Regions from separate parts of the Danio rerio genome. Here region 1 is linked to region 2. Evidence: chromatin contacts called from public HiChIP or PLAC-seq data. All regions are on one chromosome and are shown on one strand. The core of a region is the stretch at or near the end of the contact, and the rest is flanking DNA. Distances in the headings are between cores, read along the strand shown. Region 1 holds the start of insrb (insulin receptor b). Region 2 holds the start of enc3 (ectodermal-neural cortex 3).

Evidence for each region. HiChIP or PLAC-seq counts read pairs in DNA pulled down with a chosen protein or histone mark.
Region 1: a contact with region 2 is called in an H3K4me3 HiChIP or PLAC-seq map of gastrula embryo, with 2.9 times the contacts expected there. The contact joins the promoter of insrb here to the promoter of enc3 in region 2. A contact is called at or near these places in 2 of 4 datasets of contacts at active chromatin or transcription factors (embryo and gastrula embryo).

Annotation. Positions count from the first base shown.
Region 1 is chr22:10,703,373-10,706,072 of GRCz12tu, forward strand. insrb (insulin receptor b) reads right to left here and starts at 1,277. Exons shown (of 21, transcript NM_001123229.1): 1 at 1,199-1,277. The coding sequence starts at 1,277.
Region 2 is chr22:10,430,628-10,433,327 of GRCz12tu, forward strand. enc3 (ectodermal-neural cortex 3) reads left to right here and starts at 1,419. Exons shown (of 3, transcript NM_001001402.2): 1 at 1,419-1,546.

The sequences.
Region 1 (2,700 bases), core at 27-2,526, 270 kb after region 2:
AATATTGATTTAAATGTACACAAACTACCATTGTCTGTTTTAAATCGAATCCCATCAGTCACAACAATATATCTGAAATTGAGTTTATCCATTTATGAAGCTCTATAAATGTTACTAACTGGTGTTTTAGGGTATTTTACTCAAATATGTAAAAAAATTAAGCATTTTATTAAATATGTGGACTTTTGTAGGACCTGAGCAGTTTAAAATTCTATGTTTTAATCAAAACTCACAGCATTAAAAGTTAAAATGTAACAAATAAGTTCCAAAACTGAAATTTCAATACTGGATACATAAATATATCCATGTTATGGTGTAAAACAAGTTTAGTAATTTTGATAATGGTTGCATTTGTTTTCTTTTTTGTCAATTACTTCAAGTTAGTTCGAGTTAATAACAACACACAATTTTGGATATTTTCATATCTAGGAAGAAAATTGGGATTGAATATGCTTAGTCTATCATTTGTGATCATTATTATGCTATTAAAACGAATAAAGTCATTCAAATTATCACCAAAACACGAATCATATCGATCTAAACCTTATTAAGCATTACAAACACATCTGAATGTATCTGATAAATAAAATATATGAATCCCCTTCCTTCCGTCGGGAGTTATTAATTGATATCTCTGAATATGTCGACAGAAAGAAGCTCAATGTAGGCTAATCCTGCTCTAATGGGATCTGGGAATCTTCTTAGGGCCTCAACTTGTTTACACGCTTCCAAATCGAACGTGAAGAACGTGCGTGTGCGCGTCTGGAATCCAGTCGTGCGCGCGCTCGCGAATCCCGCCGAGTCCAGTCACGAGCGCTAATCTAGCCTTCGGGCTGACGCACAGAACGCCAGGCCTAAAGGAACGGCCCATTTTCAGAAGGAGCGGGGGGAGGATGAATGAAAACGCACTTTTAACTACAAATAATTAGATATCACATTCTCATAATGGTAGTAATCGCACTTTTTTGTAATTTACAGTTCATAACAATGATTTAGAATTACTCAATTTAAGCATTAAAGCCATGTTTAAATGATAACATTTCTCCGACATCCCTTTCAACACATGTCGGAGCAGCCGAAGTCTACATGGAGTGAATTCCACAAGTCCCCTCAATTGTAAACTACAACACGCACACATTGAGGAACAACACATCCATAATTCGCGCATTAAAGAGCGTTATAGACAGGCATTACTCACTTTCTCCATGTAGTGATCCGCAGAGGCACAAGATGTAGGCGAAAGTGACCAAAACAACCACAGATGTGTCCAGCCGCATTCTGCCTCGCGACACGTTTTGGTTTCCTTGGAAAATTAAATCCACCTCTGGTGTGTCCGAAAATCAAAAATTAAAAGGAAAATAAGGTTGTTTGTCTTGTATCAAAAACAACAACAAAAAAGTTAAATCAGACCCCCCAAGAAGGGGACCCGGGGGTCCAGCGTGCTTCAGATAAAGATAATGTTCAACTGAAGTAGTTGTTGCCTAACATTACACAGCAGGGGTGAAATGAGTGTTAAATAACATGATCCTGCACCCTTGAGAAAAATAAACGACTGAAAATCATTTTGAGCGATTTTTCGGATGCATCCTGGCTTTTAGTGGAGCAAGCATGAAAAACGTCCATGCATCTCTTCCATGGAATCAATCCCACACTTCTAGGAATGAGGTACCCTTAAGGGTACAGTACATTGCAACTTTTTCATAACCCCTGCTTTAGTTTGCTACAGCAATATCAGCAAAAAGGTAGACAAGGTTGTATTTAAAACAAAGAAAAAATACGTCCACGTTTTACACACAAAAAAATCGCTTCTCAATTGTCAAAAAAGCCAACAATGTCTCCGAGGGCACAAGCAAAAATTATAATATTAAAATAAAAAATATAATCGTTATTCCACAGGTCGTTTCATGCACTGCCAAATGTCCCCGTCAAAAAATGGGCATCTCCTCATCCACATAAACACATGCTGCACACACACCACAATGGTTTCTGTAGCGATTCTGCTGTCAGAAATAAACCAGCGTCCTCTAAAATTAAATATCCACACTCCTTTGCGTATCTTCACAACGCTGAGAGGAGAATAAAAGCAGAGATGTTCTGCTGAAGCCTTTGCTTCCAGCACAATGATCCCGAAGTGTGTGTGTGTATGTGTGTGCGTGCGTGTGTGCGCGTCACGGTCGCGTCGCGTTTTAATCTTCCACGTTCATCAACAGAGCGGCGTCCAGCGCGTGTTCGGCCTGCCCGTTAAACCGCTCGGTTCCGTCGACGAGAGCCCGGTGCGCGGTCTGGCTGAGCTCATCGGCGTGGGAATGGGCTGAAAGTGGGCAAAAGTTGTCTCGTGTTGTCGGCGGTGTGGTTTTCCCCCTCTCGTCTCTCCCTGTGTGCCTCCACCAGTAAACAAGTACTGCCAGTCAGCTGGGCAGAGCGGCGGCGGCGGCGCGCAAGACCCGGAGCGGAGCCAAACAGACCAGGAGACGGAATGGAGTCTGTTACATCCGCGGGGAGGGAAAACCGCAATACAGCAGGAACATATAATTTTTTTGTGCAATAATATGTTGATTGTAGCAAGGTTTTATATACACAAATATTGATTTGTTCAAAATTTTCCGTTTCACAGCCTTTTAAAATGATTTCAAAATGTTTAAATCCATAAAACATGTGCCTTAAAGCTAAACTTTTGTCAACTTATATGCTTTGACCCCT
Region 2 (2,700 bases), core at 169-2,668:
TAGCACATGCCTGATTGTATATTGTTGTCTATTTATTTACTTATTTATTTACCATCTTATATTATACAATTTTGCAATTTTTTCTATTGTTATTTCTTGTGCCGTTACTATTCTTATTATCATTATATTAGGCCATGTGTTTAGGGGTTCTTGAAGTGGGTTTCTAAAAAAACTTTGTGAATAAACAATGATATCTGTACTTGGCATAAAAATAAAGGAAAAAAAAAAAGGAATCAATGTGCCAAAAACATAATTAACCTTCAACACATTTACAGCAATACAAACACTGTATGTTTTAAGTGCTTGTTTTTCCTCTGTTTTTATATGTCAAAAAAACACACCTATACTGAACAAATGACATAAAACAATAACATGGTTACAACCAGTGGTGTAAAGTAACAAATTACAAATACTCAAACTACTGTAACAGGGATTGTCATTTACTAAGTAGCTTAAACAATGTTGATTTTTACTTTCCCTTGAGTAAATTTTTAGTGCTGTATTACATTTTGTTTGGAGATGAAAATCGGGTTGACATCAGAACCCGACGTCAATGTCCAACGCCCAACCTAAAATCAACCAAATATTAATGTCAAATGATGTTACAGCTTGATGTTGTGTGGATGTTATCACTATGACATCTATTAGACGTTGAATTTTGGTTATCATGACAAATAAATGTTAGCATTTGATGTCAACATGACGTTGGTTTAAGATGTTGGTTCGACATTGGATTTAGATAACTTTAGTTAAACAAAATCAACCAAATATCAACATCATTTGACGTCGTTATTGAACATAAAAAAAAAAAGTTGTGCATAGATGCTGGCTGGACATTAAATTTCGGTCACCTGACATCACAACCTAAATCTAACCTAATATTAAAGTCTTAATACATTGTGTGCCCGAGGGGCAATAACTAAATAAAATTGCACTACAGAATGTTACGTTCACACACATCCACAAATTACATGTAAATGCATCAGCTTTTTACAGCGTAATACTCACTTCTCCCTACTCATGAGTCCTTTAAAAGGGCTACTTTGAGAAATATTTACAACAGATACTTTTCCTCTTGCACTACACTTTTAGGCAAGTAATGGTACTATAACTAAAGCATGATTTTTCAGGACTCTTTCCTCCACTGGTTGTAACTGACATAATACATACCCAAGAAACTTTTTTATCAGTGAACGGCCTTATATAATTCAAACATGACATGCTCGAGCATCCTCCATCCACATGTTCACCCATTCTCCGAAACACTTGAGATGATTACTAATAAAACGTGTCCTAAGATCACCTCCTCCGCCAGGATTGGACATTTAACACGAGGGAAGAGGAGGAGCGACTGAGAGGCACACTACACACTCGCACACAGCTCAAATCACGGTAGTAAAGCTCCTCAGCGTGTAACAGGCGGATCTCAGACAGTTTAGACGAGAATTGTTACTAGTGAAGCCCTTCAGCGGGACATCCTGAAGTTACACGCGTCTCCAAAAGTCGAATGAATACCGTTCAAGTCCGCGCGTGGAAAAGAAATAAGGTAAAGTCACAGGCTACCACTCTTTTTGAACACATGGTTAGACATACATGTATACAACAAACAGACGTACGGTCTACATTGAACTGCTTTGTAGCAAAATATTGATGTCAAGCACATTCATGCTAAGTTGACTATGTAAAATAGACTATGTTAAGTTTTAAGCGCAGGAAATGCACGTCGGAAATAGCTCGCTACTACAAAACTGACTGACTTTTAATGAATATTTCATCATGACAGGACTTGTAGAAATAAATTTAGTAGCCTAACTGCGGTGTTTTATGAGGTTATTGTAAATTTTAATTGAGGTGACAAACTTAATGTTGTGTTGGCTGTTAAAATCCTTTTTAAAGATTGGCTTGGTTGGGTTTTTAAAATGAAACTATTGTCTAGTTTACTCATTATGTGTAAAACACTTTAAATATGTCAGAAAACTATAAATGATCATCACAAATAATAACTTTATATATATTATAATAAAAGTGTAATAACCATGGTGTTTTGGCAGATTTATTTACATTTGTATAACCACAGTTTTACTACTACAAAAAAACAAGGTTTTACTATAGTTGGTTTTATTTGTAATTAAACCATGGTTAAAAATCCTAAATCAAACAAAAAGTGCTCAGGGGTAGCTTAAATAATGTGTCGGTGCTCTTTGGGTAGGGCATTTATCAGAATAAACAGCAAAAATCAATCCAAGGCATTTGAAAAATGTTGAAAAAAATATTTAAAAAAGCATTTATTGAAGTGGCTATTACTTGAACAATAGTTAATTTTCATACTATAGCTGTCATATTAATTCTCTGTCAGACTTTGCTGTATTATGTTTTGCATAACTCAAATGATGAACTGATAACCAAGAGCAGTAACTTCATCTGAGATCAAAGGCGGCGGCGATCAATCATTTCCCATGAATCATTTGCCATTGTACTGAAAGACAGAACAATCTCAAGGTAAACGGAACTCTGTAATGCTTTATTGCTGTTTAACAAACGATTATGGGTTTACTGCCGTCCAAGGATAAAGCTGGTTCCAAGTGTAATTGCCCTAACTATGATGTATCCACTGTCTAATTATATGTTGAGGATTTTTAAACACTGCTGAACAATAGGGGTTTCAGAGAAATATCAAATGAACGGTTGAGGAAGATTTAA